Linked DNA regions of Mus musculus: regions 1, 2, 4, 5 and 6 are each linked to region 3. A link is a contact called in public HiChIP or PLAC-seq data. All regions are on one chromosome and are shown on one strand. The core of a region is the stretch at or near the end of the contact, and the rest is flanking DNA. Distances in the headings are between cores, read along the strand shown. Region 1 overlaps Tprg (transformation related protein 63 regulated). Region 2 has its middle 150 kb from the start of Trp63. Region 3 has its middle 200 kb from the start of P3h2. Region 4 has its middle 180 kb from the start of Tprg. Region 5 has its middle 200 kb from the start of Tprg. Region 6 has its middle 99 kb from the start of Trp63.

Region 1 (3,751 bases), core at 1,017-3,516, 490 kb after region 3:
TGTGGCTATATGAGTTAGTACTTAAAATATAGTTACAAACAATTCTTCTGAAAATCAGAAAGGCACTATTATTAGCAATGTTAGTGTAATAGGTAACTGCACTGGAGACAAGAGTTGTAAAAGAAAGGAAGGAAGGAAAGAAGGAAGGAAGGAAGGAAGGAAGGAAGGAAGGGAGGAAGGGAGGAAGGGAGGAAGGGAGGAAGGGAGGAAGGGAGGAAGGGAGGAAGGGAGGGAGGGAGGGAGGGAGGGAGGGAGGGAGGGAGGGAGGGAGGGAGGGAGGGAGGGAGGGAGGAAGGGAGGGAGGGAGGGAGGGAGGGAGGGAGGGAGGGAGGGAGGGAGGGAGGGAGGGAGGGAGGGAGGGAGGGAGGGAGGAACGGAGGGAGGGAGGGAGGGAGGGAGGGAGGAAGGAAGGAAGGAAGGAAGGAAGGAAGAAAGGAAGGAAGGAAGGAAGGAAGGAAGGAAGGAAGGAAAGATAAGCAGATAACCTGCTTCAATCTCTTCATTCAAACCAATGTAATATTTTTATTCTTTTCATTAAGCTTAGTTTAAAGTCATATTTTACTTTAAAAGGAAAATTATTAATTAAAAAAAAACACTGAACTTCTATGTAACTTGTACAACTCATAATTCAATCCACACCATTTTGTGCTTTCCATTTTCCTTCCATGTTTGAAAACCACGTCCAAGCCTCCCACTTCTGTAATGCCTCCTGCATACCCAATTTAAAACATTGGTTTTCTTTTGGGACTGAAGAGATGGCTCAGCACTTTGGAGCATTTGCTGCTCTGGCAAAGTACCTGGGTTCAGAGCCACATGGTGGCTTACAACCATCTGTAGCTCCAGTTGCATAGAATCTGACACCCTCTTCTGGTATCCAATAGCACTGTGATATACAGAGATGGAGGTAAATAACTAATACACATAAAATAAAGTAAATAATTAATATTAATTATAATAGTACTATTTCTTCTGTTGCATTTCATTGATATCTCCACTCAAATATATTAACTGGTTTTCCAAGCATAGCTGCAAGTGTGGCCTTTACATAGTAAGCCATTGTGAGGCTACTACAATTTGGAGATCAAATATATTTTTACTATGGGGTAGAATCTTTTTTACAGTTTAAGTATACAGAATACTCTGTAATAGCTCTCCCTCAGACACCTGGAGCATTGCTAGGTACACAAGAAGTCTCTACTCATTAGAACTTCCACTCCCAACCTATAGATTCATCCTAAACACCTCCAGGCCTTCCTTCTGAAAACACACACACACACACACACACACTTGAAATTTCATATAAAATTACTTAATCCCTATCTAAGAAATTTTCATATAGCTTTATTATTTGTAGCTTTTGGCCATGTTTCCTTTGCTTAAAAATGCATTATCTTGCCTTATCTCTAGAATTTTGGAAAAACCAAAAGAAATCCTGTATATCATTAAATATTCTTTAGTGGTAAGGATGTCACTAAATATCCCTTAGTGACCAAAGTCCCTTCCCATTAAGATGTAGATTAATGCATGCCTGCAATCCCAATACTAATGACAAGAGGATGAAGAGTTCAATGCTAGCCTGGACTATGTGGCAAGACCATATCTCATTAAAAACAGACTCAGTGGACTACAGAATATACAGCTTCACAATATATGTAGCCCTAAGTACTGGGATTAGAAAGATCCTAATCTATAAACAAGGTGCCTAAAAATGAGTATAATGATACCATCAAATTCATAGGTAAAATGAGAAAGAGAATCACATACATACATATATACACACACAGAGAGAGAGAGAACCTATGTGCTCACAAGTAGTAGTAGGGGCAGGAGAGTACAATGGGATAAGGCTGGGATTCAGAATCATTGCAAAAAACATTAAGAAGTTTGTTTCTTACAAACAATACATATCTCTTTTATCACCATCATCATCATCACCATCTAAAATTCACAGTCTCCTAAAAGGTACAACAATTCATCTCAACATTTCCATCTGCCAAGACCACCTGACTGATCATAATGCCTTCTTAGAGATCAGTGTTTGTCCGACTAGATTCCTCAGCTCTCACATTCAAGCTCGTTTCTTGTGGATCCCCTGTGGTCTCAGAATCTAAATGCTGGAGAGAAAATATTGACACTACTTCATACTCAACACACTGCATTTCATTAGATACACTTCATTCCCAGCCACGTCTGGAACACTCTCAAAGGAGGGAGGCATGCTTACAGAGACAAGCTGCTCCTTAAAGGAGTGGCAGACAAAAGGCCACGTCCCCAGGCTGGCTCTTGAGCATTTCAAGCACCTGAGCTCAATCTCTGTGACAGGAACGCTGTGTCATCTGATATGAATGCCACCAGCCACATACTTTTGTCTAAAAGCTTTTATACTCCCACCTCTGTCTCCCGCTTTTATTTCTGTCTCAAAAACAGAGGGTCAAGTTTTAACAACTCCAGTTACAGAGGGGCTGTGTGAGGGTTGAAGTGAAGCACACCAGCGTTCGTGCAGGAGGAGGAGGTACAGTATTTTTGACTTTACAGCAATTATTTACCAGCTGAGTGCCTGGGCCCCTGGTTGCTTCAGGTGGTGTCTGCCAGCAGCTCCCGCCTAGAATCTCAGTTTTCTTTATTACGGCCATCACTTACTTCCTGTTTATACTGGGCAAAGAGACCAGGTTTCACGCCTGCAGGCCCACATTCCTGAGTTCAGGAGGTTTTCCAAGCCTTCCGGCAATAAGTTTTCAACCTTTCTCTGTAGAGAAGGAGGCACTCCTGGATGAAAAGCAAATTGTCCAGGACTGAAGATGTGAAACCACTTGGCAAGTTCCAGTGCTGACCAAAATGCATGGTGTATGCACATCTTACCTGGAATTACCAATTGCTTTGCATGGATCCTGTGACTCTGGGTAACTCAGTGTAGAGCAAGAACTAAGAGAATGGCACAAGTTTCTTTTCTACATGTTTCCACTCATTCTGACCTACATTCTCATCCTAACCACCTCAACTCTATGCTCCGAAGACCACACACACACACACACACACACACACACTTTAAATTTCTGATAAAATGAGTTAGTCATCATCCAAGAAGATGTCACATGACTTTGTAATTTGTAGCTTTTGGCCATGGTTCCTTTACTTAAAATGTCTTAACTCACCTAATTTGATGCTTAAATCACTCTTACCTTGAATTTTACATAAAATGTCATCATTTTTGCCAATTTTCAGACATAACTGTCCCCTCTTCTGAGATCCCATGATACCCTGCAATTCCCTCTATTAACAGTCTTATGAGCAAACATTACATAAAATTTGTGAATAACCTTTTTTGAAAGCCACCCCACTTCATGCCACAAATGTCTTCAGGGTGAACTCTATTGAATGATCCTTAGGATTCCAGGTTCCTACCATGCTGTCATTTTGTTGGGCTCAACATCAGGAAGAGCCAATCACAATTTGCTGAATTCATGTGAAAGGACAAGTGGCTAAAGTTAAATGTGATTACAAAACGACGAACTCTATTTCAATATTTCCTGGAAAAGATGGGTGAACAGTCCAGGAAAGAGAAAAGACATTTTGGATGGGGACAACAGGAAGGGGAATAAGACTTGAAATGTGCTAAATTAAATAACCAATAATTTAAAAGAGAGAGAGAGAAAGTGACTGTTCAATATTTCGTGAATTTCTGCAGAGGATCTGTGATCCATTCAAGGTGTCCATGAGCTTCAGTCTGGGTCACTAGTGCTTCTCCAGTGGT
Region 2 (3,747 bases), core at 850-3,349, 370 kb after region 3:
GTGAACCTGTAAATTTCGAAACCAAATAGCCAGGCAAAATGGACCCACTTGAGCCAGCCCCTAGGCCCCGCCCCAGCTCCCAAAGACATCTGCATGCACATGGTGACACAGAAATCCATGCTTAAATTCAGTGAGTCACGAAACAAGATAAATAGACATAGATGTAAAAAATATAGATTTCTAGAGAAGATCAGAAGTAGATAAAGGAAGAAAAGAGATGGGAAAGAATAAAAGATGACAGAAGCCAGTACACATATGTACTTGTGTGAAACTGTCCCAGAACACAGTAGTTAAAAGCTTTAAGTCTTAAAAATATTTCAATGGATTGGGAGAAAAAAAAATGTCCTGCTACTTATAAAAGACGCTTTATCCAGTGGTTGGAAGGTGGCAACCCGTGAAGGGATGATGACAACAGTGTCAGGCTTGCTCTTTTCCACTATGATATCTTTTTAATAATTCTGTATAAATTTAGAACATGATATAATGCCATCATGTCAAGGATCAGAGGGAAGAAAGGAAAATTGGGTAGTGGGGTTTTAATTTTGAACTTACAATGCAAAATAATATAAAGAAAGGTCTAGAACTGAGAGATTCTTATATATTAATCTCTCTAACCACCCATAGAAAACTGAGCATGGAATGGAAATAGACTTGTCAGGGTCCTGTGGACAGGGTTGTATGGAAAGGAAAATCCAGTTCTATTTTCTTTTAGAATCAGGGTCTCAAAAATCAGATCCCAGTTTTCTAATAAATGAAATGTTTTATCCTTTGCAAATCAGACAAGAAGACCCATGGGGTTTACCCATGAGAAGCAGGAAGCCCTGCCAAAATTCCAACCAGCTCTGCACACTTTCTGGGCATCTGCCGAGGACCAGGGCTGATGCCAAGTGTTCTGGGGCACAGAGTTGAGTAAGTCATGGTCATTGCTCTCATATTCAGTGCTGAAAGCAGGGACACATTCAAGCAACCGGATCCCAAAGCCGGCTGTGATAAGTGTTATCTTAGATCCCTGGAGGAGACAGGTCACACGACTGGAATAGCATGAAGTCAGGCCTGCAGCTGAGGGCATGCTGTTATTTAGGAACCCTATCAGGTTCATCTCACCACTTGGCAATGACCCCCAATCCCTGCAGTTTCTTGTCCTGAGTGTGCTGGGTCAGGGCACTTCCATCTGCCTCTCCTGGAGTCTCCTGTTAAGGCTACTGGTGTTTGAGGGTGCTTAATGAGAGTGAGAAAGACTTGTCCCATTTTTCTTTGTAAAGTTTCTAAGCTCACTGGCACTATGGGGAAATGGCCCATTTAGAAGTAGCTCTCTTTTCTTCTCTCCTAACATGTCATGAGGGCTGCCAAACTCTGGAGGCCCAGTATTTTATTCATCCAGAAAGTGAATGAAGCCGAAAATGTCTTCTTAATCTCATTTGGTTTTGCCCTAGTTGTTTGACTGTCTTTTTCCCTGTCTGGAACTGGGCAGTGCCAGCAGACAGGGACCCCCTGATTTAACACTTGATCTCTTAGAACACCTACCAGAAGCTTCAGCAAATGAAACAGCTCAGTGCTCTTGTACTGAATTCAGCCTTGATGCTGTCCTGTAAGCTCACGCCCATTTCCAAAGTGGCTGCCAAGTTTTCCAAAGGGTCTTTAAACCTGGATTTAAAACTGAAAGGAAAGAAATAGGACCTTCCTCTACCAGATAGTATATCATTTTTGAGGTTGTTTAAAATATGAAGCGTAAGGAAGTAATTAATTTGGATGGTAAAAAGGAATAAAGGCTTAATAGGAAGTCGGAGGTTTGACCTGGACACTGTGTCTGTAACCTCTAAAAGCTTCGTTCGGCTCGTTCTGAGAACGGTTCTTCTTTTTGAGGGACCTGTTCCCTTATATACACTTATTCTTTGCACTCTCTACAATAAGGGCAATAATGATCTATGGGTTTATAGTTCATAAAGGATTGATTATATACAACACAAAGATAAGCCCACCCTTTCAATGTAACAGTGCCATGACCAAGACCTATTTAAACAGAAGGTAAACTGAAGCCGAGGAGTGCTCCACTCCAGACTTGCTTTAAGGCAGGACTGACCTCTATGGCTGACTATCCTATGAGTCAGATGCCTGTGGTGTAACTGAGACGCAAAAGAAGTGCTGTGGCTTTGGAATGGGCAGCTCTCTGATCTGAAGAGATCCAAGAAAGCCACAAGTTTGGGCTTCTGCTCAGGGTTTTCAGTGCAAGCAGAGTTCAAGGAAATCTTCCTGCTTCTTTGCCCTTCAGTCTTCACTGCCGACTGCTCCTGTTCACCCATGGCCCAACTCACCTCTCAATAGCAACAGTGAATCATCAACTCAGAAAGAAAACACAGAGTTGGAGTTGCAGCTCGTGTCTTGCTAGTTTAATTAACTCTCAGCTGTATCCATGAAGGTCAACTAGACCCACACCTCAGATCACAATGACCTCTGTGGCTTTCTAAGTCAGGCTACATGCCTTTATAACTTGACTCTATCATCCTGTTTTCCCTTCATGACTCCTACAGCTGATCAATGACAAAGTCTGAGACATCCTGCTCCTGTGGTAGATATAACCCAATGAAATTTATATCTCTAAGTAAATTATATCATGTACTTGGACATAGACATTAACATTTTTTCATTGACTTGGGAAGAAACAGGCTCTTGTGGAGCTTAGGCTGACCTTGAACTCACTGTATATGTAAGGTAGACCTTCAGTTCCAAATGCTTTTACCTCCTAAATGCTGGGATTAAAAGTGTGTTCCACAATACCTGGCATCCTTTATTATCTACTCTCTGGACTATTTCATAGGCTTGTGCTCCTTTCTATTCACTTGACATTCCTGAAGTTCAGACACACTCTGGCTCTTGTTGCCTCTCACCCGTCTCTCTGTTTAAACACCGGGGCCCAAGGCGCTCTGTAATCTGACTTCATCAACCAGCCTGGGTATATTGTTTTCCCACTTTGTGGACTATGTTATTTATGCAAACCTGCCCCCACATACACACATGCCTTTCAAACCTTGATAACTTAGTGCTGCTATCCTAGTTCTCCATGTTTCATTCAAACATAACTCCATTTTCACCAATACAACTTAAATGAGAGCTCTCCCATTACATATTGACTAGGCTACATATCTGTTCATTTTCTGATCACCACAGGCTATTGTAGTTTCCTCCTAGGGTAAGGCACTCATATTATATTACCTAATTTGATCAGTTCTATACTTCTGGTAGACTCTCAGAAATGAGGACTCTCCTTTGCTCGAGGACTTCATCATTGGTGGATAAGAGGCAACTGAGATACACCGAAACGAAAAGTATCAACAACACTCAGCCAGTTTGAGAGAAAATGGGCCGATCAGTGGCGAAGCAGCTCTGTCAAGCTCCTTTTAAGTTTCGCATTCATGTGTGGAAGCACATTTCTGGTATTATATTTCTCATGCTGGCTTGCCTGTCAATGTGTACCACTGGGGAGTGCAACACACACACACACACACACACACACACACACACAAACCTCAATAGCAACGTGGGTACAGTGACATGACAGAGGAACATCTCAAATAAAATCAGTCATAGTGGAGAAAGACAGAATTCCACAGCTACCTTAGATGTTGTAGGTAGGTTTCCTTCTTTGATTTCATCTAAGCAACTGCTATCTATAGCATGGCTACACTTGACTAACTTTCATAGTAAAACTGGTTCATGGCAATGTGAAAATTCCATACCTAGGTGGAGTTT
Region 3 (3,748 bases), core at 617-3,116:
TCAAAATTCCACTGTTGAGAATTCTCTGTTTATCTCTATACCCCATTTTTAAATTGAGTTTTTGAGGGTTTTTTTGTTTGTTTGTTTTGAGTCTACTTTCTTGAGTTCTTTGTATATTTTGGATATTAGACCTCTATTAGATGGTGGTTATTAAAGATCTTTTCCCAGTCTGTAGGCTGCTGTTTTGTCTTATTGACAGTGCCCTTTGCCTTCCAGAAGCTTTGCAAGAGGTCCCATTTATCAATGGTTGATCTTAGAACCTGAGCCATTGGTATTCTGTTCAGGAAATTTTCTCCCATGCCAATGTATTCAAGGCTGTTTTTCACTTTCTCTTCTATTAGATTCAGTATATCTGGTTTTATATTGAGATCCTTAATCCATGGGGAATTGAGCTTTGTGCAGGATGATAAATATGGATGTATTTGCATTCTCCTACATGCAGACAGCCAGTAGAACAGCACCATTCATTGAAGATGCTTTCTTTTTTCCATTGTATGGTTTTGGCTTCTTTGTCAAAAAACAAGTGTCCACAGGTATGTGTGTGTTTATTTCAGGGTCTTTAATTATATTCCGTTGATCAACCTGTCTGTCTCTGTACCAATAGCATGTGGTTCTTCTCATTATTGTTCTGTAGTATAACTTAAGGTCATGAATGTTTTTATCTTCCAAAAATTCTTTTATTGTTTAGAAATTTTGATATCCTTGGCTTTTTATTTTTCCATATGCAATTAAGAATTTCTCTTTCAAGGTCTATAAAAACTTGTGCTGGAATTTGGATTGGGAATTGCACTGAATCTGTAGATTGCTTTTGGTAAGATGGCCATTTTCACTACGTTAACCCTAAGGATTTGTGAGCAATATTATTAGTGGCTGTCTTAAGAATCAGGAGTATTTATTGAGATCTTGTTACTTTATTACTGATTATTAAAAGTTAGACTCATCTTTTTGTATATGTATTAGAATGACTTCACTATTGTCTAAGTTGGAGACAGGTACAACAACTTAAGTAAAATCACTCCATCAGTAATGATATGAGTGAAAATTTAACCTGGGAATGCTGAGTTATGTGACCTGCCATACAATGTAAGTGGGGTGAATGGGAAAGTATTAGTTAGGGCCTGATAGGGTTAAATACTGAGCTCAGAACAGCTTGGACAACCAACTGAAGCCTGTAAAGGATCAAAATAGAAATAAACATGGGTGGTCTGGGAGTTCAGTGGAGAGTGGCTGTCTAACACACACAAATCCTTGTTTCCATCTCCAGTACTATAAAGAAGAAGAGAAAAACAAAACTACCTCTTTTTGTATCAGCAAATTAGCAAACAGAGACCTGCAAAGTAAAAGAAATTGTGTGCAATATAAACAATGTGATGGTGTTGGATTAGTGTCTGGACACATTTCAGAAGGCTTGTTCCTCAATACAGAGCTCCACATTAACAGGCTCCATTCTCAATAGTCAGCAACCATGGCTGTCTTTAGATTTACTGGAACACCAAAAGTTGGAAGAGGCTGGAAATTTACTTACCTCAGAAAGAGGCTTTTTATTGATGATTAATAAGGGAAATTCCAAGATCTTTACCTTCAGCTTGAGTCCCTATATTTGAACTTGCCACAACAGAGTTCAGTTTCAAGTTCGGGGTAAAGGTACTGTGTCAGAGCTTCACCTCACACTGTGCCACTTGATTAGGGCTTCCTCCCCCATCTTGTCCTGTTATTGCACTCTCAGACTATTCTCCTTTGGAATGGTATAAAGACATCAGTTATATGTTATGTGTTTGTATTTCCTAAATGCTAGCAGGGGTACTAGTCTGTGGTAATGAATCAGCCAGTTCCTGTTAATGCCAGTATGCTGGCCCCACCCAAACCCCCTTTGCATGGATACGTGCCTTTCTCTTATTCATCTTCTTTCCAGACTCATAAATGTGAGATTCTTACTCACTGGGACCAAGTGCTAGAGTAGACTTACTGTAATGCACAGGTATTTTGTTGGAAAAGCATCTTGGGTGTGTTTAGGGCCAGGTTCCTTGCTTCATGGATCTGTAGCATAGATTTGATCCAACTCATTTCCTCCTCACATTCCTGGCTGTGCAATGAGGAAGGAGGAGCTGAGTCACAGAGGCTTAATTCACTTGTCTATTTCTTGGACCCTAAAGCTTGACTTAATTGAAGAAGCTTTCAGTGGGATTAACTTAGTGGAAAACGCATCCCAGGTCTCTTTTCAAAGCAGGCATTAGCTAAACTGGAACAATATGACTACTTAAGGTCTTTGAAGAATAAAGCATTCCCTAGCTTTGATGAGACTGGCTCTCCATCTAGGCCCACAGAAATCCACTTCCCTTTTGCTATCTCTGTCTCTAAAGTATCTTAGAAACAGCAGTATATGGGTAAAGTGGCACAAAATGACCACCCGAAGTAACCATAATGAGCTTTATTTATTTTAATTCATCTAGACAGCCCACTAGGAAGATGCAGATTTGCCTTTATGCCAGGTAGAACTGGACCAATGACTACAGATGCAGGCTCACTAAATAACATAAGGCATATTTCATCTGTAAGATCTTGCTAATATGTTAGTGGTTCAAGCTGAACTAGAGCATGCCTTGTCCACGAAAGTCAGGGGAAAGCTTCAGAATGTTGAGCTACCACACTCTGATAGAACATTGAGAGGAGTATAAAAAAGAAACTTAAGTAGTAACTCAAATCAGTTGTTGACTGGCTTCATGATCTTAGATGATCAACTCATGATATGTGCTAACAGTAGAGTCACAAGGTGCATGTGAGTTCACTTTTGTTGATAGTCTACAATCTCACCACTCATAGCATCTGGGAACACAGATTGGTATGGGCTTCTTCAGCACTGATGTTGAGAAGCAAAGGAAGGCTTTCTATGTTGGCACACCATTGGGAGATTGTTCTTATGGTCTCGATATAAAAGAGTCCACAGGCTGCTTTCCTTTGACATTCTCTTGATCTCCTTTCCAAAGCATGTTTCTCCAAGTCATTGACAGTACAGTATTACAATGTAAGGTGTTTCATTGATACTGGTTGTATATATGTATCCTCAAGTGTGTCCCAGACTGTGAACCAAACAGACAAACCCAGGTCTTACATATATACTACTAAATATCATAATATCTGCCGATTAACAATCATAACATCTGTGGATTATATATGTATACAAGTAACATTGTTTTTGAACTCTCCATATTTTTTAATTTATCGATTTTGCTGTATGTTCATATTTTTTCTGCAAGAGTGACTGTGCATCACCTGTGTGCTTGGTGCCTTCAGAAGTCGGAAGAAGACATTTGCATCCCTCAGAACTGGAGTTACAGATAGCTATGAGCCTCCACATGGTTAGTGGAAAATGAACCTTGGTCCTCTACAAGAGCAACGAATGTCCTTAACCACTGGGCCATCTCTCCAGCCCAGTTTTCTATATGTTTAAAAGTATAAAAGTGCACATATACTAGAAAGAAGCCTCCACAAAGTGTCAGATATGCTTACAGACAGTGAGCCTACCCTCCGTCCTTCTCTATGAAACATGTCTCTGGCAAAGTCATGGCCGTTCAGGAGAAGTGATGGTGCACCTTATTGATGATCCAGGAAACAAGAAGAGACAGAGGAAGCACCAGGTGGAATCTCTAGTCTTAATTAAAACAAAATTACCACTAATACAGCACTATCTCTTTAAGCATAGGCGACAGCTCCCCACTGGTTACATTTAATCTGACCAACGAGGGCACCC
Region 4 (3,782 bases), core at 186-2,685, 440 kb after region 3:
TCACTGTGCTCGGATGAGGACCTTTTGTCATTCGCGTTTCTCATTGTGTTAGTGAGAAGCCTGAATTCCCAAGGGAACTTCCATCTTGTCTTATTTCCATCCTTTAAATACCCAGAGGCAAAGCGTCAAAAAGGAAAATGGCTGTCTGGTGGTTTACATTGCTACTACCCAACTCAAAATCTGCCCTTAAACCTTGCAGATAATGACAACTCAAGGGGTAACGTTCAAAGAGCACAGAGGCAATTTTCCTAACAGGGGACTCCACTGAAAAGAGCTTACACCTTCAGATTCTGGGGAATCACAAAAGGAGCTCTGTAGATATGGCATAAAAGTGTTAGCAAGATCTAATAATGGTAATGGTGTTGTAGTGCTAAAGATAGATGAGCAGGAGGTCTCTCTCTCTCTCTCTCTCTCTCTCTCTCTCTCTCTGTGTGTGTGTGTGCGTGTGTGTGTGTGTGTGTGTATGTGTGTGTGTATGTGTGTGTGTGTATGTGTGTGTGTGTGTGTATGTGTGAGTGTGTGTGTATGTGTGAGTGTGTGTGTGTGTGTGTGTGTGTGTGTGTGTGTGTGTGTATGTGTGGTGCTCTTAAATTGGATTATGGTAATGAGTTCAGGATGTGTCCTGGGTACCTCACACGCACACACATACAAGAAAGCAAGTATCACTAATTAGGACTGCCTGCCTGAAATACCCCTGTGCAATCATAAAGTAATTGTGTGTGTATGTGTGTCTGTGTGTCTGTGTATGTGTGTTTGAAAGGTATTATAACACCTAACGCCATCAAAAATTCAGCTGTTTTATTTATAAAATGGTGGTAGCCCTTAGATCGTGGGGAAATTATTTCATATCTCCCAAGCCTTAGTATTCTATCACTCAAATGGAGTTTATTAATTGTTCTTTATAGAACTTATACATTAATCTAGAAGGCAATTATAATGGTGGGTGTGCATAGAAATGGAAAACTTCAGAAAGTGATATAGGGTGAGAGAATGTGTTCTGAAGAAATGGTCGATCCTGGTGGTACTGCAGGTAGGCCTCAGCCAGGGACTAAAGCCGGCATTCTTAGTCCATGAATCATTACTCAAACCAACCTCAACCATAAGCAAAAGGCAAGTCTGAGCTATTCTTTGATTTGTTGTGGTTTTATGCTCTTTAAAACCACACCTACCTATATAAGAAGCACAAACTTACTGGAAACGCATGTGAGACACTTTGTCTATTGGGTATACTAACCTCCGGTCCAACCCTTTCATGATAAAGCCAGATTGAATTTGTTAACAGCTTGCATCTGGTTTCCAAGCGTGCCCTTATATAACCCTAGGGAGCCCTAATTCAGGCCCAGTCATTAATGAAAATGCGAAGCTTGCACATCAGGCCAAGGAACCCTTGTTCTTCACCACTCTCCAGTCAGAACAGTTTGGGCTTCCAAAGCTACACAAAGGATGTTAGTGTTTCCTACACTTAATGACCAGGCAGCGGCACCCAGGACTCATCCTAGACTCATTACCATAATCCATTTTAAGAGCACCAGCACCACAAAGCTATGGCTGTGTATGCTATTACAGGTACCACACTGAAGCTGGGTTCCTGGATGCCTGAAGGCCAGGGAGCTGTTGAAAAGCCCGGCCTCCAGGAGACCGTGGGGGGAACTGCTGGAATGTTGTTTATCTTCAGACCGCAACAACTGCTCCAGTGTTTCACAACAGGAAGGTCCGTCTCGAAGCGAGGCTCAGACGTTGAAGGCTTAGAGAAGCAAGACCTGAAATAACCCCCACTTCTCTGATACCTTCCATCCCCCTCAGGCTGCTGAACCCTTCTACCTCCCCACGCTGTCATCATGGTGCTGTGGAGGCAGCCAGAGCTGAGACCATGGAATAGACAAAGCGTTTGGAGAAGCTTGTACTTAACATAATACTCCAGCTGAGATGGAAATGCCCTGATCCTGTGGCTCTAAAGGTGTTGAGGATACTGGAAGTATGCCTTCTTGCTCTCTTACCTCTGTGGATCTTATGAATTATCCTTCCCTTTATAGCATCCATGTTTTTAATTCCAATTTTTTGTTTCCTTTCTGATCTCTTAGATGTAAAGAGAAAGTGTGATGCATTCAATTCGAAAGTCATGGGCAAAGCCTAGTAACTTTAATTTAGGTGCAAATGATTCGGAGAAATGAAGTTTTAAACAGGCTAATTAGAACTCCACGGTCTTAGACAGTTTGGTTACCCCCTTGAGTACCAATGTTCAAAGAAATAACAGGAGCCTGCATTTGAGCTGTAAAAGGAGCAAGTAGTCCACCCTCTGGAAGCATCTGAGTCCCCATGGAAAAGAGCACAGGATCCTTAATGTGCTGCAAATGGGATATTGTTGAAGAAAACAGCCGTACAGTGCAGACCATGCAGATGTGCTTAGGCTCTGCCAGGGCTCTATTAGAAAAGGGCTGTTCTGTCATACAAAACTGGGACGAGGACAGAAATGGGTTTGTTTGTTTGTTTGTTAGCACATGCCAGACTGGAGAACCAGTTCCCATGAAGAAAGACCATGAATAATTAAGAAAAGAAAAATAAACTCTTTCTCAGAAACACCTAACTCGTCCTATAGTGGCAGGTCAAGATATGCTTGTTTCTGGACAGATTGAGAAATGAAGCCATTCTTTTCAGCCAGCAACCGGCAAACATTTCCCATGTGGGAAATAACCAAATGAACACTGTTTACTGTTTTCACTCTGGAGGCGCCTAAGAAGCTCAGAGAACATAGACTAAAGTGGTCGACTCTGGCATGAGGCTCTATAAAATAACGCCTGAGTAACGGGGGGGGGGGGGGGGGGAATGGATTCTGACAACAGGTTTCAGGAAGACGAGATAAATCAGGACCATGTGATCTGGGCCTGAAGATTTGACAGCAGCGCAACGAAGGGGCACAAAAGACTGGAGTCACCATGGCAAAAGCAGGTCCCATGGCAAAACCTAGAGCACTTAGTTTAGGACATGGAAGCACTTAGTGGTCACCATGATGCCTGACATCCTTTCCTAGAGGACTCCATACTCACATGCCTGTGGCATCTACAGGGTTTCTGTAAGCGGCACACTGATCTGTTTCAAAGTGCAGGCTGTGTATCCAATGACATGAGTTTGAGTTTAATTTTACCATTGGTCAATCTACTTTGAACAAGTTTTCTGACCTTTTAAGCCTTCAATCTCGTCTATCAAAGAGAAACAATTAAAATACCCATTGTGTGTGTGTGTGTGTGTGTGTTTTAAGTCCTGCAGAACATGTGACATAGCACCTGCTGTAAATAACAAGGGGTACCATTATAATGTCTTACTTGTTTTCTTTCTCTTACTGAAGGATCAAAAAAAAAGTCACAGAATGAATGCCCTTCTCTTATCCAAATAGGCTAAAACCTAAAAGTGATTTTCCTGAAAATTTTCACAAATACTTGAGTGGATGAGTTACCGTATGGATAATAATGAGACCAGCCAATATCCTATCAAAAATTTCCTCTTAGCACATTTGATTTCAAGGCTTGTCATTAAGCAGCGCATCCACCATAAAGCATTCATAGTTCAGGACTGCAGCAGGCATTCTGGCTATGGTGATGTGAATGCCCTTAGACAACTGGACAGTGCAGATGCCAAGATGCAGGCGAGCATTTGGTAGTACCGCTGTTGCCTTCATCTCTGGAAGACCTCTCTGCTCTGCCTGCGGCTAAATTCTATCAACTATAAAATGGAAAAATAATTACAATGGCCAGTTAATAGGGTGGATAGATGGCTCTAAAAAAACC
Region 5 (3,936 bases), core at 166-2,665, 420 kb after region 3:
ATCATCAAAATCACTGTGCCTCCAAAGAGCATGTCAGGTGCAGTGGGTTTCAAGTGACTCAGCATGGCCAAAGAAGCGTATGACAGACTGGCAGCCACAAGGGTATAGAAGAAGAAAAGGAAGTGTTTGGAGAATGGTCTTCCCATTCCAGAAGCACCGGAGCTTGACATGTTGTGACAATTTGTTTTATAGTTTGTAATGTTTCACTAGTCTAGTTTATGTTGGAGCAGGATGAGAAATTAAAAAAAAAAAAAAAAAACTACAGCAATCGTTGGTAGAAACGAGGATGTGGGGCACAGAAGTAAAGCTGAAACGAAAATTGAATTTGAGGAGATTTAAGAGGCTGAGTCAGTACAGATAAACAGATGCTCAAAGACTGATAGAGAGTACACTCACTCTGACACTGGCGGGGGTGGCTGGCTGAGCACAGGCCTGGATAAGAAACAGCTAAGTTGATCATCTTTTAAATTACTGGCATCTGAGCCAGGCTTGGTGGCGCATGCCTTTAATCCCAGCACTCGGGAGGCAGAGGCAAGTGGATTTCTAAATTCGAGGCCAGCCTGGTCTACAAAGAGAGTTCCAGGACAGCCAGGGCTATACAGAGAAACCCTGTCTCAAAAAACAAAACAAAACAAAACAAACAACAACAACAAAAAATTACTGGCATCTGGAACTAAGTTACAGGGGAGAGCAAAGGTTGATTGAGTTCTACTTCTTTCATGGGCTGGTTTATGCACACACATACACACACGCACGTGCACATGCACACGCACACGCACACGCACACACACTTTTTTTAGGAGTTAATGTTTGATATTGAGCTTCAGTTTTCCAGGTCTTGACTTTTAGCTAATGACAAAATGACTACTGTCACTTTCAACAATGACAACTGTACTCAGAGTCAGAGGCATCAGGTTTTTGGTTTGTTTGTTTGTTTTGTTTTTTCTCCTTAAGACTCATATGTGTAACTCCTTTGTAAACTTTGAAGATGATTTATTCTGTGTGAGGATTTGACATTAATATTAAGAGAAGAGCAGAGCATGAGGTGGAACCCAGAGAGGTGAGGATCTGTAAACAGGCTCAGTACAAAGACCTGCTGCTCCTCACAGAGTGAATTAACTTCGAAGTTTCTGACTGACTGACTGACTGACTGAGCACAAAAGTTCCTGAGGGATCCCCACCCCGGTGTCATCTCCTCCACCACTTCTGAAATGAGCTAAGCGCAGAACATCTCTGCACATTGAGCATGATTAACCCACAAGACTGCACATCATGATTACCATGATGGTTGCTTGCTGTTCACCTCTGTCTTTCCATTTGTTCAAATGCTACGCTATGCCCTGTTCCACCTACAGTTGCCACCCATTCATATTCACACCCTGTGATTCACCACACAGATTAGTTTTCTGGTGTAGTCATGAATTAAGCTACACTTGAACCATGACAAATCCAGTGCACGATGTCAGCTTGTTCAGAAAGGCCCAGAGCTGAATATCAAATGATCTGATGTACCGTCGACTCATTTCATTCCTTGAAGCGGGAACTTCAAGGAAGCCATTACTCAACTGCCACATCATAATGAAAACCGCATAGAATGAGGTTGCAAGATTCTTCATGTGTTTGAAATCCTGCACAAAGGTGACAGATTATGACTGTCCTCTTTTACTCAGTCCGTTCACAAATCCGGTCTCAATGACCCTATAGCGTTGCTACACTGTTGTTTTCTTTTTTTTTTTTTTTTTCCATTTTTTATTAGGTATTTAACTCATTTACATTTCCAATGCTATACCAAAAGTCCCCCATATCCACCCACCCCCACTCCCCTGCCCACCCACTCCCCCTTTTTGGCCCTGGTATTCCCCTGTACTGGGGCATATAAAGTTTGCAAGTCCAATGGGCCTCTCTTTCCAGTGATGGCCGACTAGGCCATCTTTTGATATATATGCAGCTAGAGTCAAGAGCTCCAATATCAGGATGGAGATACTGCTTTAACACAGTGGTTATGAGAATAAAATGAATTTTAAAAGCCCATCTTTATTTGAAGCAGTGTGCATTGACTATTAAGTGGTAGTATTCTTGCTGTGTTATTAGTTATTATTCGTGAGGACCCATTCCACAGTAACTGCTCTCTGTTTTGGGCTTAGCCAACAGCATAGAAACCATAGTCACTGAGTAGTCTTCAGACAGCTGACAGAGGAACAGTGCAACTATGTCCCCTATTCTGGACACAGCATCTGCTGCACATTTAAGTAATAGTGATGGTGCGGGTCATGACTCTACCCCCAAGAATTAACTTTGCTGAGATGGAGAAGCTAACAAACCTGGGAGGGATGAGTACCAAGACAATGGTTCATGTGCATTTCCAACCTTACTAGCAGTGAGCTTGAGCTACGTCTCTTTCTTCTAGGGATGTGGTTAGTACAGACAAGTAAATAACATTGCTCTTTAAGGTGCATGAAATGCTTAGACTGCCTTCATTTTGCATCCAGGCTCTGGAGAATTAGAAGAGGATGGTAAGGTCGTTTGGCTAAACCCCTCCCTTCCAGGATGACGAGAGGAGAGGCAGAGATGAGTGATCTGCCAAATCACAAATCACAGCCCATCTCTGCAGACACTAGCTGATGACTCTCACTCCCAGAGGGGTATTGTCTCCTTCATTCTACCCTAGGCTCAGCTGGCCAAGACCACCATGTTGCTGGCTCTCTGAGGCACAGCACCTGGGTGGTTTCTTATCGTAGCCTTGGACAGCAGCCAAGCATGTAAATGGGCAGGGAGGACTGACTCAGACTTTGGAACAGTTTGTGCCTAAGGGGCCAAGAACAGTCTAAAGAAGGGTGTGGGCTCTGGGTGCTTCACTGAAGCGCCTACATTTTGTCAGCGTGACTAGGTGAGGAAGGAGGAGAGACATGGCTCCCCCCTGCAGGGCTTCTGTCCATGTGTCTGGGGAACTTGAAGTAGCTTTGGTTAGTCAGTTTCCTCAGTATATATTTGGCTCAGGTAATAAACTAAGGGGGACTCATAAGTGTAGAAATGGCGAAAAGAGCTTTGCTTGATCAGGAAAACGTTTTAACATACATGTGTAGGTTCATTATGCAATACATGTTTATTTTACAAATGCATGTGTCTCTGAAGGCAAATAAGATGGCTCCTGCTTATGCAACGATTATAGGAAAATGTGTAAGGATTGCAAGAATGGGGCCACTTTATACAATGTTGTAACAGAGATAAGTTGGATTAGGACAAGTTCTGGGTGGGGATGCATGCTGTGTCTTCATGTTGTGTATGTGTGACATGCTTGTCCTTGCCACTGTCTGCTAATAGAAAGGCCCCCAGTATACCTTATTACTGAGAAAATGGAGTGGCAAGTAGACTAAAGTCATCTCCCAAGACTGTAGAGATAGTAAGCAATAAGCCACAGTCTGCAGCTTTTTTGTATCTTTTACTCAAGACTCTAAAGGGCACTTTTGAAGGAGCTACTCTCCAGCCACACCCTACCCCACAGACAGTGAAGGTTAGAACTGAAATCGTACCCTGTAGTAGCAGAAGGTTAAAAATCATGATGTATATATGTTGGGTACAACTTAGGTTTATACCACACAAAGCCTGTTAATGCTAACATGCTGATAAATTCTGTAGCCAAAAAGGGCAGAATTAACTGCAATAAAAACCAGTTTGTCTAGGGACATGAGCTTCAATCTGGAATGCTTGGGAAATCCTAGCTCGGTCTCTCTGAAGTTAGCAATGGAACCTTGATGTTCTCAGGTGAGAGGTTCTTGGGTTTAGGAAGGAAACCTAGGGAGGGAGAACGTGAGTGTGGAGGGTTGGAGATCACCAAGGTGTGGGTCAAAGCTTCTTTGTTAGAACAGCTCCTCCAGGCACAGCTTCCCATCTATACTTGCCCTCCTCATCCTCATCTGTTCTGAGGAAACCCTGGTC
Region 6 (3,644 bases), core at 840-3,339, 320 kb after region 3:
ATGCTAGAAGGATGAGGCAGGAGTGGGTGAATAGGTGGAGGAGCACCCTTGCAGAGGCAAAGGGGATGGGGAAGAGCAGAGATGGGATGGCAGGGTTGGTGGAGGGGTAACTAGGAAGGAGGATATCACTTGAAATGTAAACAAATATATGAATAAAAAGAAATGAATAAATTAATAAAAAGAACACAAGAGAAGTACAAATTGGCAGGCTATATTGACAAAAACCCCTGTTGAGGGCAGGGCCTGAAACGAGTTTCTTGAAGCCTTTCTGCTGGTTTTGATGCAAGGTAAAATCTGCAAACCTCTGGTCAGGAGGTGCTTGTCCACTGGGTTTCTGAGACTCTTATGGCACTCTAATGATGAATTCTGTCTTTTCAGATCAATTTAAAGTGATGTTCGGCTAAGGGGCTGATATTAATCAAATTTAATGCTCTGTGGACAAAGTAGTTGCTGATCTTCCCGATTTTACTGCCAAAGGAGTTGAGGTAACGGCTTAAAGAAATGATAGGAATTGAGAAATGCAATGCTATGTTAGAATCACATCCTAAACTTGTTCTTTCTTTCTGGGGTCACGTTTTGAAACACACACACACAGTGTTGGGGGAGTAGGGAGGGAAAACAGGAGAGAACAGAATTATGGGTTATTTCTCATCCTTCTTGAAGACTCTGTAGCTAGTTGTGCTCTGCAACCCTAACAAAATGTGAGTCACCATGTTCTACTTACACAGAATATTTTAATCACGTACCAAGTAAAACAACTCAAAGATGTTACAGTTCTTCAAAAAGCATGATTAAAACCTGGAAGGCTGTCAAGGTGCGGATCTTGCTGTGTGGTGCCTGAAGTCAAGGCTTCTGCTGGTCCCTCTCTTGTCTGAATATAGCTGTAGATTACACCACTCTCTCTAGATTTAGTGAAAGTGTGAAAATTTAAAATGTACAAATTCTCAGGTTTCTTATGTAGCTGTGACGAAGCTGGGTTACTTCTCCAGGGTTGCTCTATCTCTGGAAAATGAGAGGGAGATGCTAGCAACTCTGCACTGGTTTAAAGGCAACAAGAGGGCAACAATTGTCTGAGAAAGGAACTGGAAACATCTCCTTGCTCATCTTTTAAGATGCAGTAGCTTTATCTTTGGGCATAGTGTCTGCTTTCAACCCTGTGAGTCGTGGCCATCTTTCTATTGCTTCATATCAGACCCCAGCACATAGCTATCCAGTGACGGTATCCATCATTTAGTGCTTAAGTGCATCTGTGTATCCTAAGGACATAAAGAGTCTGACATGGAGTGAGTGCAGGGTAGGAAGACTATTGGCAAATTGGTGAAAGGATGGGTTGAATGGATGAATACTGATCCACCATACCTTTTATGTCAGCTCAAAATAACAATAAAGCTCTAGTTTGCCCTCACACATTGATTTTTGACAAAGCAATTTTCCCAGGCAGAAAAACTTAAGTTAGATGACCTCGTGGAGCTTTGCCATCTCTCTAACTTCTTGGTTCAACAAGTAATTGAAGGGAATCAATCTCGTGCTGTCTGACAGTTTTGACAGCTGCTGTTCTCGGGATGTCAATGCATGTGCTGTCATTCTGCTTAACAATTTAGAACTGAACAGAGACATATGCACTGCTAGTCACATTCCTCTGGTCTTGCGCCTGCCTCCAGCTCCCCTCTTCTGCCGTGGTTTATCTGCCACCACTCAAGTCAGTGGCATGTGTTTTTAGTGCCTGAACATTGCTTTGGTGCCTTTGTCCGGAGCTGGAGGCAAGATCAGAGCCCATGTTCCCTGAGAATCGCGACACTGCTTTCACAATGGAGTCTCCAGCCTCCTTGCAAACTAAAAGGGCTCCATAAATTTGAGTCTCTTCACATAATAAATGAATCTTTTCTGTGTGTTTAGCCAAGGGAAGGGGATATGAAAGTGAATAAGAGTAATAATAAAAAGCGAGCGAACAGCATGGGTATAATTAAAGTGAATAGCTCACACACAAAAAAAAATAAATCTCTGAACGTTGACTTCCTCCGGGACACACCCCATTACACCCAGACCTCGCCTCAGAAAGGTATGCACAGCTTGACATGCTAATGCAAAGCAAACACCCGCACTCGTGCTCCCAGGGACATGAAGAAGACTGGGTTTGCTTTCTGCAGATCACGGGGCTCAAAGCAACTGGATTTCAAAAATCTCAGTGCTCAGTATGAAACTATATAATCATGTATATTTCCTCAAATCCGTGGGTGGCTTGGGTTTAACGACCAACACGGGAATCTTCCCTGTACCATCAGAGCACATTTTCATCTGTGCCCAAATGAATAGCCAGAAGCTTAGTAGGACTATTTGGGCCCAAGCTATGCTCTGTAGGATTTCCCCCAGAAGCGTTCCTTGCAAAGTATGAGCTCTGAGGGAGCTTGGCTGCTCCAGTCTGGGTGGGGCAGTTCAAATCTGCACGTGCTCCCCTGCAGCTGGGTTAAACACAAGAGCCTGCAGGCGAGAATCTACTTTTCTTTCTCAAGAACATTGAGTCCAAGTCACTCCTGGAATGAAGATTGAGAACTCTTTCCTTATTGCTTTGATTAGCAGAGTTTGGGAACATAGTCTCTGGGTTATTTATAAGCAAGAACAGTGCATGTGGCTCCTTTCTTCAAGAAGGGCTATTTACACAGAAGCTTCTCGTAAGATAGTAGCTGCCCTTTAGGAAAATAAGATTCACCATAAGTTGATTATGGATATGATATGTACAGTTTTTAAATCTTGGTGACTTCACATTCCACTACTTCAATTTCTATATTTTGTTTGTTTGTTTGCTTGGTTTTGTTTTTTTCAATGAAGCATGTATGTTTAAAAGTAGCCAGCTGGACTCAGTTTAGATGATCCAAATTTTGTTGTCAACGTACAAAGCATCATAATCAGGAGTCAGCTGAAATACAGCCCCCCTCTTTCCATCAGACATGAACAGATTGAGTTGACCATATCAATGTCATTGAATTTCTTCAAACCCTGTCTGATCTGGTGTTTGTTGGGTTTGGCATCCATACTAGACACAAATATGTCATCTTCTATCTGCTTCTTGGCTGACTTGGAGGTCACTGGGAACTTGAATGATGGTACAATGGGCAAACTTGTTTCTCTTGGGAGAATGCTTGTAGAGGAATGCTTCTGGAGTGGCAGTGTCTTGGGCAACGAGAAAGTAAGTATGTAATGTGTGGATCTTCTGTGGGTCGAGGGGGGGGTGGGTTTGAATGCCCTTCTAGAGCTGTTTTCTTGGGTTTCAATGACCTTCACTTGGCTTTGGTACAGAGGCTTCCTTCTTTGCTTTGGGAGAAGTTTCCTGTCAGTGCCATCAGGCTTTTCTAGAGAAGCAGGGGTGGGGTTTTTATATTTGCATAGTGAAATATGACTACTGAGTTGTATTTAGGTATAGAACCTTTCCCAGCTTGAAGTGCTATGAACCCAGAAAACACTGGACGACCAAAGCCACCCAGAGCCAGTGATTTTTAGGTTCTTGTCTTGCACATCCAAAGAATAAGATTCACAGACAACAGAATATTAGTTTTGGAGCGACTTTTATTATAGATTCATAGGTGAAAGCTTAAAGAGAGATAAAAAGGGCATTTGAGGTAAACCTGCGGTCAGTCATACGGCAATAA

Evidence for each region. HiChIP or PLAC-seq counts read pairs in DNA pulled down with a chosen protein or histone mark.
Region 1: a contact with region 3 is called in a FOXA1 HiChIP or PLAC-seq map of pancreatic cancer cells. The contact joins two enhancer-like sites. A contact is called at or near these places in 1 of 15 datasets of contacts at CTCF or cohesin (the NIH/3T3 cell line), 2 of 115 datasets of contacts at active chromatin or transcription factors (fibro-adipogenic progenitors and pancreatic cancer cells) and 1 of 9 other capture datasets (embryonic stem cells).
Region 2: an HNF4G HiChIP or PLAC-seq map of pancreatic cancer cells shows a contact between it and region 3. The contact joins two enhancer-like sites.
Region 4: an HNF4G HiChIP or PLAC-seq map of pancreatic cancer cells shows a contact between it and region 3. The contact joins two enhancer-like sites. A contact is called at or near these places in 3 of 115 datasets of contacts at active chromatin or transcription factors (the NIH/3T3 cell line, embryonic fibroblasts and pancreatic cancer cells).
Region 5: a contact with region 3 is called in a FOXA1 HiChIP or PLAC-seq map of pancreatic cancer cells. The contact joins two enhancer-like sites. A contact is called at or near these places in 1 of 15 datasets of contacts at CTCF or cohesin (the NIH/3T3 cell line) and 1 of 115 datasets of contacts at active chromatin or transcription factors (pancreatic cancer cells).
Region 6: a contact with region 3 is called in a FOXA1 HiChIP or PLAC-seq map of pancreatic cancer cells. The contact joins two enhancer-like sites. A contact is called at or near these places in 2 of 115 datasets of contacts at active chromatin or transcription factors (embryonic stem cells and pancreatic cancer cells).

What each region holds. Positions count from the first base shown.
Region 1 is chr16:25,416,941-25,420,691 of GRCm38.p6, reverse strand. All of the region lies in intron 5 of Tprg (transformation related protein 63 regulated), which reads right to left. Among named protein-coding and RNA genes, the nearest start is that of Tprg, 130 kb to the right of the region's middle. Within about 2 kb of position 2,266, at least 39 of the 459 cell types and tissues checked have an H3K27ac peak or open chromatin away from gene starts, as enhancers often do. A contact at or near this core is called in pancreatic cancer cells, where this site is marked.
Region 2 is chr16:25,530,538-25,534,284 of GRCm38.p6, reverse strand. No RefSeq gene overlaps it. Among named protein-coding and RNA genes, the nearest start is that of Trp63, 150 kb to the left of the region's middle. Within about 2 kb of position 2,099, at least 86 of the 459 cell types and tissues checked have an H3K27ac peak or open chromatin away from gene starts, as enhancers often do. A contact at or near this core is called in pancreatic cancer cells, where this site is marked.
Region 3 is chr16:25,903,714-25,907,461 of GRCm38.p6, reverse strand. No RefSeq gene overlaps it. Among named protein-coding and RNA genes, the nearest start is that of P3h2, 200 kb to the left of the region's middle. Within about 2 kb of position 1,866, at least 16 of the 459 cell types and tissues checked have an H3K27ac peak or open chromatin away from gene starts, as enhancers often do. A contact at or near this core is called in the NIH/3T3 cell line, embryonic fibroblasts and pancreatic cancer cells, where this site is marked.
Region 4 is chr16:25,463,509-25,467,290 of GRCm38.p6, reverse strand. No RefSeq gene overlaps it. Among named protein-coding and RNA genes, the nearest start is that of Tprg, 180 kb to the right of the region's middle. Within about 2 kb of position 1,435, at least 61 of the 459 cell types and tissues checked have an H3K27ac peak or open chromatin away from gene starts, as enhancers often do. A contact at or near this core is called in embryonic fibroblasts and pancreatic cancer cells, where this site is marked.
Region 5 is chr16:25,482,795-25,486,730 of GRCm38.p6, reverse strand. No RefSeq gene overlaps it. Among named protein-coding and RNA genes, the nearest start is that of Tprg, 200 kb to the right of the region's middle. Within about 2 kb of position 1,415, at least 38 of the 459 cell types and tissues checked have an H3K27ac peak or open chromatin away from gene starts, as enhancers often do. A contact at or near this core is called in the NIH/3T3 cell line and pancreatic cancer cells, where this site is marked.
Region 6 is chr16:25,583,311-25,586,954 of GRCm38.p6, reverse strand. No RefSeq gene overlaps it. Among named protein-coding and RNA genes, the nearest start is that of Trp63, 99 kb to the left of the region's middle. Within about 2 kb of position 2,089, at least 37 of the 459 cell types and tissues checked have an H3K27ac peak or open chromatin away from gene starts, as enhancers often do. A contact at or near this core is called in pancreatic cancer cells, where this site is marked.